2 separate regions of the Mus musculus genome follow, and region 1 is linked to region 2. Evidence: chromatin contacts called from public promoter capture Hi-C data. All regions are on one chromosome and are shown on one strand. Each heading gives the region's core, a stretch centred on a gene start, on an enhancer-like site or on the middle of the called end of the contact. The rest is flanking DNA. Distances are from core to core; before and after follow the strand shown.

Region 1 (4,940 bases), core at 1,804-4,303, 130 kb before region 2:
TCAGTCCTACCAGGAATGACTTTACAGCCCTACCTGGGATTTGGCTTCACAGACCCATCAAACACGTCATGTCACTGGTTTTGACTATCAGCTCTTTGGTGCATGTATTATGCCTCACTAGGGTTTTAGATGGTTTTGTCCTAATAGCTAAAGATCTTAAACCTTGTTTTTCATCCTTGCCTGGCACTTCCTTATGTTGTTTGGAGAAATGTGTTGTCATGTTATTTTTCCATCTGACAACGGAATGGCTTGGTTGCTTGTTGAGTTCTTACAGAGTTTTATCAACTTTAGGTTCAAGTATATTATTGGGTATGTGGTTTGCAAGTACTTCCTTCTCCTGTCTTGTATGTTCAGCCACTTTTATGTTAAGGTAGGTGTGTCTCATCAGCATTTACTTTTATTAATTACTTGTTAAATCTTAAATCTAAGAACTCTGTATATACTTGGAGAATGAATTTCTTCCCTTTTTTGTTGTTGTTTCTACTTTGACTTGGACATTACCTAGAGTTAGGAGTGAAGAACTAGTATCCTTTACTTTATAATATTAATAACCTGGTAGAGATAGCAATTGAAATGTAATAATCTTTTTAGAAACCTGAGACATCCTTTTCATATTTTGATGAACTTTACTGGATGAGCTCTATTTTAAGTCGTATCTGCTTTGCTATTATACTCTGGATGGCATGGGGTGCATCAGATGGTAATGGACAGAGAACATGGCATTAAGTGCATCATATGGTAATAGACATGAGAATGGAAGACTTGTGCTTGGAGTTTTACTCTAGATAAGAAGCAAACATTTTACCTTTATTGGTGTTTGAATTGTAATTAATTTTCAACAAGTTAGGAATAATGACTGAAAAATGTTGTCTCCTTGGAAACTGGAACCAAATACTTCTAAATCTCCCAAACAAAATTACTGGGTATATTATGCTACACACTGTAGCTAAAGGATGAGTTGGAAAAATGAAAATATATGGAAAGGGCACAAAGAAAACTGATCTCTTTGGAAATATGTTTATACTATAATGTTTTCAAATTAATACTTAATTGGCATATGGTGTTAAAGAAAACCCAGAAACACAAGAGGATGAGGGAAAGAGACAAGTCTGCACACACTTTGGAAATGGCTACTCAAGCTTTGCTGGCTAACATCTAGCTTGTACTTGTTAAAATCCTGTGTCCACATGTGCAGTGTGCCTGTACATATATGAATATAATTTGTAGATTATCTTTCAAAAACTATAAATAGTTTACAATCTATAAATAGATTGTTAACCTTCTGCTTTCATGGGAAACACCACATAAATACATCACTCTACAGTGATACAGTGGTTCTAGAAAAATTAATTGCATTCTTTTTACCAGACTCTTTTATCTCGCCATGTGAACTCCTTCTTAATATAAGTCTAACTGACTGTATACCATTTACGTGTGCTTACATAGATCTTAATTTATTTATTCATACATTTATACATGTGAACTTTTAAAATAATAATACAACAATTCATAACCCGTGTTGTTAACAGGTAACACTGAAGATATGCTTTTGTACTTACACTTGATGCCCAAGAAAATGGACGTTGCTAACAAGCCCATACAGACCACACAGGAAATCATCGTCACAACACACCATGCTCCTGAATGTGAAATCAGGCAATGACATGAGTTAGAGAAAGTATTTTCAAGGTGTAATAATGTCAGGATAAGTGGAAGGATTGGGCCTTCCTACTGGAGAAATGCAAAGATTTGAAACTCTAAGAAAATCTTTGCTTAAATTCTCTCAGATGAACCTTATAGCATGGGCTATATCTGACTTGGAAAATACCAAATACAATAGACTTAATAACACCTCTCTTCAATCCTAATGTACACTATTGTGATTTTAAAAATTAATTCCATCTGTCTATCTGTCTGTCTACCTATCTAGTATTTTTCAATAATCTCATTCATACCAACCAGAAAACCTTCTATTCTTAACATGAAGACTCTCTTACCTGTTTTCAGCATCTCTTGAACATGATTCATTGAAGTATTTTTAATTTTAATGAGTAATTTAGAAAAATGAACAAACATTTCCGGCTAATTATACAATTCGTCCAGGAAGAAAAGTGAGTTATTTGGCTTATTACATTATTCATACTAATAAAAAATTGTCCTTACATATTTTAATAGGCCTGATAATGTCTTGCCTGAGATGACTCTGGGTCATCCCTGAAACCTTGAAATGGTGTTTTATGTGACAAAAGATATTCTGAAGCTAATACTATATTAGAGATCTGATTTAGGAAAGTTAGCTTCACTTAGTTAATTTGTAACAAGTCGATACTAAAGACTAATTAATGAAACTACTTGGGAAAATATAATAAAATGCTTTTTAAGCCCACCTAATTATTTGTTGTATGAGGTTATGTATGACACCTAGTTGATGAATTAAAGAAGTGACAATAAAAATACACAAAAACATATATTTGCAAATCTTTTTGCACTGTAGAGTTGTAAAAATAAAAGGTAGCATAAGATGTAGAAACAATTATCAAATACTAAAAACATAACTGCATCAGCTGAAGACATTTTTTCCTAGTTTTTCAACATTTCTTACTATTTTTCAGATAATTTGCTGCCTGTTTTAAGTAAAAGCTAAAATAATTTAAGTGGTATGATTTCTTTTACTTTTTGCAAATTGAGAGAATATATCTCATTTCCTGATCTGAGTGCCCTTCACTTACTCCTCCATGCTGACGAATGTGTCAGGCACACTAGAATATGCTAAAGAGGTTATCTCAGATTAGGAGAAACACTTGGTTTTATCACAGTATACAAACAGAAAAAAATTATAGTTTTCAACTAAGCATTCTAAATTTATTACCTGAACATTTGCTAGGGGATTGGCACTTCTGAGAGGCCTCTGAGGTAGGAATGTCCCACTGAAGAGAGGTATATATTTCTTCCGCATGCATGCTGAAGGTGCTTGGAGTGGTGAAGCAGTCTACATAGGAGCCTGGCACAAAGAACTTCGGTTGTAGTTAGGAGTAGGTTGGTACAAGAAATGGAACTGGCTACTTTTTCACAGTGGTAAAATGCAACAGGGATTAAAGGATGTTCATCATCCAGAAAGTGGAACTTTTGAAGCTTATACTGAAACATAACTCAATAATGAAGAAATGAGAATTATTGAGCTCAAAATAGCTACTACCAAATTAAACTGTTGCTCTGCTTTCCACATAGTATCAGATGCTGGAGGTAAGCTGCACAGTATGGACTTCTATTTGCTATAAACTATGAAGCAAAAAGATGATGCAGCGAATAAAGATAAAGGCCATTAAATCTAGACAAATCAACTTGTACATAGCTTTTGGATTTCCAAACAAGAAAGCTTAGGAGAGATTTCATCCCTAAATTTATTTCCAATCAGTCTGCTGATTAGGGTAATACTGACTGTTATTATAAGTAAACTTCAAAATACCAGTCAACACTGGCAACATTTAGATCTCCCTCATAGTTTGTACCCAGAGATACTAGTTCTCCCAAAAGGGGCCTGGGTTTCTTTCATCTTCTGGAATATTGGAGCCATGATGGGAAAGGGAAAGAGAAGGTGAAGAACCCACACTTGCTTCTTGAAAGCCATAATCTGGGAGTGTTGGGAATCACAGCCATCTCTATCCATTGCATTTCCATATTGGACATGAAGGTTGGGTTTTCCTGGCAGCATTGTCCAGAGGTAACTTTGCTCTTGCAGGAGGAATCAATTATTTAATGGATGGATGACCAGTTTCAGCACATCCTGTGACTACAGCATTTGTACTGAGAACTCTGATCTCTTAGACACCATTTATTTCTAGGCTACTTGTCCTTATGTCCAAAGGTCATTTCTCAATTGTGTTCTTTTATTTATTTATTTATTTATTTTTAGAGTCTCACTGGATCAATCGTTCTTCATCACAAATGGCACATTCAGGAGGTGATATAAGGGAACTTACTAATAGGACTACAGTTTTGGAAAAGGTTAATAGGAAAGAAAGAAGGGGATCAATGTTGACATATGTACTACAGGGCTGCTGTCACCCTATGGCCTAAAACAGTAAGGAGAATGTTCACTGGGACTTCGTGGTCTGCCTCACTACAGCGAAGGGCTGGTATACAGATCATCAAGTTTTATCAATCTAAGACACATAAGGGATCTGAATTATACTTCTGACCATAACCCATGTGTCTCAGAGGCTCAGTTTGCCCGGAAAATGTATTCATTTGTGTTTAGCTTCCTGAGACATAAGGAGTAGCTGGTGGGGTCATTAGGGACAAATGGAAACGGACTAGCACATTCTGCCAACATTTCCTGTGGTGTTCCTGGCCTGAAAACAGAGTAACTGAACTCCAGATAACCCTCTGCATATTCTAAGCTCTACCAGATGGAGAAAAGAGGAAGAAACCACACCAACAAATAATATTGTAACTAACCTCAGGAGCCAGACTTCATGAGCTACTACTCATTTTCCAGTTTCTCTTCTCATTTTAGCAGCACTGAAACCAAAGCTTGAATAGTGTTTTCCCAGGACAATCCACTCTCAGGGAAATGTCTGCAAGGGAGCCATTGGTTTCTCCCAACAAAAAAACCCATGTGCTACATGTAGTGTTCTGCTCTTGTTTGTTTTAAATATTTACTGTTTATTATTCAATGTGTTCTTAAAAACTATTTTAAAGCCAGATCACAGTATTGCTTCCTTACTACAGTTCTGTGAAGCAGAAGGGTAAGTTGGCTCTAAGTCAGGCACAGAGAAGTCCGTTTAGCTGGTTTCATGCTGAGTGTTTGAAATGAAGTGCTCTGATCATAGAATCTGGGTTGTTTTTGTTTCACTATATGCTTCAGGCACGAGTATAAGGGAAAAGAGAGACTTTGTAGGTACAGTTTGATTTTTGTAGGTACAGGCTGGTCTCACCTT
Region 2 (5,100 bases), core at 1,428-3,927:
GACAGATAGATAGATAGATAGATAGATAGATAGATAGATATGATATGATATGATATGATATGATATGATATGATATGATATGATATATGGTGTACTGGCTAGTTTTGTGTCAACTTGACACAGCTGGAGTTATCACAGAGAAAGGAGCTTCAGTTGAGGAAATGCCTCCATGAGATCCAACTGTAAGGCATTTTCTCAATTAGTGATCAAGGGGAAAGGCCCCTTGTGGGTGGGACCATCTCTGGGCTGGTAGTCTTGGGTTCTATAAGAGAGCAGGCTGAGAAATCCAGGTGAGGTAAGCCAGTAAAGAACATCCCTCCATGACCTCTGCATCAGCTCCTGCTCCCTGACCTGCTTGAGTTCCAGTCCTGACTTCCTTTGGTGATGAACAGCAGCATGGAAGTGTAAGTCGAATAAACCCTTTCCTCCCTAACTTGCTTCTTGGTCATGATGTTTGTGCAGGAATAGAAACCCTGACTAAGACTGATGGATTGGTGGATGGGTAGACAGACAGACAGACAGACAGACAGACAGACAGACAGACAGATGAAAGTAAATAAGTAAATATGGGGCTTGAGAGGTGATGACTCAGTAGTACAGACAGACAGACGGACGGATGGACAGACGAACTGACAGCCGGATGGATGGATGATTGATGGATGGGTAGATAGATAGATAGATAGATGGATAGATAGATAGATAGATAGATAGATAGATAGATAGATAGATAGATGAACGTAAATAAATAAATATGGGGCTTGAGAGGTGATGACTCAGTAGTACAGAGTTCTTATTGTTCTTTCAGAGGATCAGAGTTCAGTTCCCAGCTTAAGGAAACTCACATTGCTTGTGACTCTAACTCCATGGAGCCTTCTTCTGTCCTCTGTGGGAACCAGCACACACATACATGACTCACACACACATAAATATAATACAATTTTTAAAAATTAAGTTTAATAAAGGTAAATAAATTAAAAAATACTCACTTGAGCTGCCCTTTTCCTTTAAAGAGCTTAGTTAGGAGCCAACTTATAGCAGAGGCTGGCTATGATGACTCTCCCTGCCTATTTTTTGTCAGTTCTGAACTCTATGAAAACCTCATCCCATCCAACAGGCATGAGTCAGAAGAGCACTTCTTGGTATTCATGAGTATCTGGACCTTCCTGCTTTTCACTTGATACTGAATTAATTACCTTATTTATTATGGGAAAACCTGGCACATAGGCATATGGAAAAAGAACCGCTAAGACACAACCGAAAGACCTAAAGGCCCTGCAGTGGCAGGCTCCTGGGCACTCCTATGGAATAAGAAGAAGCTCTCTGTTGTAGAGGGAAAGTAATAGAGGAAGTGCCCAGAGGCCAATGTAGAGGTTCTTCTTGGCTGTAAGGTCTTTGGATTTTAAGGAACCTTTATTAGGAAGCCTTTGGTGAGCTGAATGTTCTCAACAAGATGATATGACATACTTAATCTCATCCCAGCTGCTGTGCAGGAAAGATACTGAGAACAAAAAGGCACATTAGGACCAGCATGTACCTGTCTGTGTCTCAAGCAGACAAATCCACCTGCTGGCTCACCTCAGTTGTCTGTGCCGGTACCTTCCAAGCAACCTAAGCATTATATCTTCACAAAGGCAAACCAGACAACTTTACTCCAGGTCCTTTGACAATCTCTCCATTCTCTGCTCTATTCCATATGTCAAATGTAGAGATCATTCCAGAATGTAAGAAATCATGCTTGTAATTTTTTAAGATCCTCACACTTGACTTACCAAAACAGACATTTTCTGCATTTATGTGGTGCTCAATAACTTATCTGAATGAGATGGATATCATGGGAAGATATGTGTATAGGGATCATCTTCCAAATATCCGAGGCCACAGACACCTGAAAAGGACATGGGGAAATAGAAGGAGATATTCTGCAGTGAGACAAAGTAAGTTTGACAGTGGAGGATGACAAGAAAATGAGCAAGGGATGATGAAATAGATAACTGAAGAGAAACAGTTTTAGATCACACCGAGGAAGTTTCAGACCACAAGCTTTCTGTTTCCTGCACTAAAGCAACTCCTGACACTTGAAAGAACTAGTCTCTGGGGAAAAAAGAAGTGAATGCCACACGTTTTAAATCCATAATTAACTAAATAAAACTTGTCCAATTGAGAGAGAGGGAGAGAGAGAGCCACAAAGATAGAGATTTTAAAATCCCTACTCAACAGTACATCTTCTGGCCACCAACAGCACCTGGTACATAATGGGTATTCAATAAATGCCTGTACCTGCCTACATATACAAAGAAACCAATGCAAAGGATTGCATGAAAAAGTTTTACTCTCTCTTCCAGTGCTTTTCCATGTCAAATACAGCAATCTCAAACTTTTAGCTCCTTGTTTAGATTATACCATTTCCTAAGTTATTTGTGTTTTTAAAAGTTTGTGGAAGGATGTCTTCGATTCTGGGAAAATCCCATTTATCTCTTCCTCTTGAAGCTACAGTTGTGAGAAAGCACATTTCAGACAGCAGGGAAAACCCGCAGCTCACCACAACAACACACGGTGAAGTGTCTAGGCCGCTGGAGCATAAATTAAAGAGAACTGGCTGAGTTGAGTGAGTACAGGGTAGGAGGAAGGGGTGGAGCCTAATCGAGTATAAAGGCTGAAATCCTCCGAGATCAAGACACTGAACAAGACAGCTCCAGCTACATCTCTCCGTGGACCACTTGAGAGTCGCCAGGGACCTTGAGGGGAAAAAAATTAAAAAGGATGGATTCTGAAAACTGTTCTATAACGGAAAATAGCTCTTCACATCTGGAGAGAGGGCAGAAGGGTAAGTCATGTGATTTCTTACATTCTGGAATGATCTCTACATTTGATGTGTGGAATAGAGCGGAGAATGGAGAGATTATCAGAGGACTTGGTTATGTTCTGTTTCAATCAGTAAAAGAGAAACTGGGCATAGGTAAATACCTCTCTAGCTATGAGAAGACAAGATACTTGTATGAGAGAGAGCTATATGACTTTCAGATGATCTTGAAAGGACTTTTCCTTTGAATAGATTTGTAACATCTCAACTCGTGGATTTAAATGATAAATGATAAATTGCCTGGCTTGACCTAGTTATTCTCTATAGTTTTCCCATAACCACCATCATCAGTAAGTTTTATCCTTTTCTTTATGAAGAACTCTGTTTTTCACACAAAGAGTTACGTTCTTGCTCTTTCCTTATCCATTTGCCTGCTTTCTGTGTGTATTCCCTCATTAGTGTTCTCCTCATGAATCCTCCAGTGGTTAGCAGCATTCGGGTCTCCAGGCTCAGAGAAAACAGCATTACACACACCTGAACATGTGCAGTGTCATATGGTGATGCATTAGAATGTAACCCTGTCATTAAAATGTCATCTTCTGCAGAGACCTATGGAATCTCCTCCTTACATTTTGTTCTGTCTCTCTCCTCCAATGAATCACTTCAAATTCTATGACTATATATTTTTCTTCCTTTTTACAAAAGCATGATCACCCTTCACATTTCTGTCTCTTCTGTCTGTTTCTATCTGAGTTGTAAGGAGCCCTCCAGCACTTAGCACTTGGGAATGAGAGTTATTTGAAAGCACGAGCGATCCAGTTAATAAAGGGATTTGCTATGACCAACACCGCCAAGATAGTTGGTGAGGAACGAATTATTTTCTGAGTTTCTCTGTCAAGTTGTCTTGTTGTGTAAAAAAATTAAAAATAAAAAATTTTTTAAAAGTCTCAGTTACCTTTAAAATCTCATCCCTTCTTTGAGAGCATGAAGTCAAAAACATAGATATAAAGTCTACAATATTCATTTTTAGATACCTAAGCAACCCATACCTATATGTCTCACTTAAATTTTTTTTAAAAAGCAGATAATAATGAAACTATAATAAATAGTGGAATGAAGGAAAGACCAAATGCAGAAATTCCTGACCTGGCCTGGGGTCAGCTCCATCTACCTTTGTATATTTAACTTATGTTCTCACGGCCATGACCTTAGCAACACAGCAGCAGTGGAATCAACAGGCTCCTCCTTGGGTGACTGAAAGTTGGTAAATAGGTGGATCTGTTTTCATGCTCTCCATTAATGCACAGGCCTCAGGAGTGTGCTGTTAGGGGGGGATGTTTTGTTGCCTAGGTGACAAGTTGAACTGTGGTTAGCCATGACCCTTGGAGATGGAAATAAACTGTCACGTGGGAGTTGGTCTACATAGTCTACCCACCAGGTGGGTCAATGGGCTGAATGAACTAGTTGAGGTCTAGGGTTGCTTTGGATGTGGGTATGTTTGCTGTGCAGTCAGAGATATTGATAAATTGAGTCCAAGCAATGTGACTATCATATGTTGAGAAACGAAACTAGACCAGTCTCTGAACCTATTACTCAAGCTACAAAGACTGCCTCTGAAGATAATTGTGTATGTGTGTGAAAAGGAAGGCAGGGGAAAACAGACCTAGGCAGGATTGATAAAGGCTTCTCTTAGAAAACTTGAAATCAGATTTTCACCAAGAAAAAGAAAATCCTACAAAATGTACAAGTTGGTGATACTAGCCATGTGATGTCTCCTCACCAAGCTTATCTGGAACAAAATGTTTTAAGAAAAAAAAATCCACAAATTCCAAGATAAAATCTACAGAAATAATCTTGTAACTATAAAAAGTCATCTACAATGGAAAGTTAAGTGTTTTTATAATGAGAAAAGATTTGACATAACTTTTCACCTTGTAGCCATAGGCTTCAAGCTCACACTCCTTTGACACTAGACTCCTAAGTGTTGGGATTACAACTGTGGAGAGTGATTTTCACTGTTAATTATAATCTTATTCAAGGAGCCATTTTGTATTAAAGCTTCCATGAGCATTAAAAAATTCACACTGAAGAATTTGGGAACATACAAGGGCATTCTAGTGGGGGCATACTGTTTTGAATCATGAGGGTTCACCCTGTAAAAAACAAAATCCAAAATCTAAAGCCAAAAATTGACTTTCCCTCTGCAGTCACCTATTTACATGCTAGTACAGGCATATTTCTATCTATCCAAATCCTGATACAGAAACATTTATTAGTTAAAGGTAACTGTGACTTTGTTC

The links. Capture Hi-C pulls out chosen DNA fragments and counts their contacts.
Region 1: a promoter capture Hi-C map of liver shows a contact between it and region 2. The contact joins the promoter of Clec9a here to the promoter of Cd69 in region 2. A contact is called at or near these places in 7 of 39 promoter capture datasets (the C10 cell line, the HPC-7 cell line, the SN4741 cell line and 3 more), 1 of 484 Hi-C or Micro-C datasets (nephron progenitors), 1 of 115 datasets of contacts at active chromatin or transcription factors (pancreatic cancer cells) and 3 of 9 other capture datasets (adipose tissue, liver and pancreatic islet).

The regions. Positions count from the first base shown.
Region 1 is chr6:129,406,975-129,411,914 of GRCm38.p6, reverse strand. It overlaps Clec9a (C-type lectin domain family 9, member a), which reads right to left and starts at 3,053. Exons shown (of 7, transcript NM_001205363.1): 1 at 2,870-3,053; 2 at 1,560-1,640. The coding sequence starts at 2,960. It also overlaps a transcript of Clec12b not described here.
Region 2 is chr6:129,272,946-129,278,045 of GRCm38.p6, reverse strand. It overlaps Cd69 (CD69 antigen), which reads left to right and starts at 2,677. Exons shown (of 5, transcript NM_001033122.4): 1 at 2,677-2,824. The coding sequence starts at 2,761.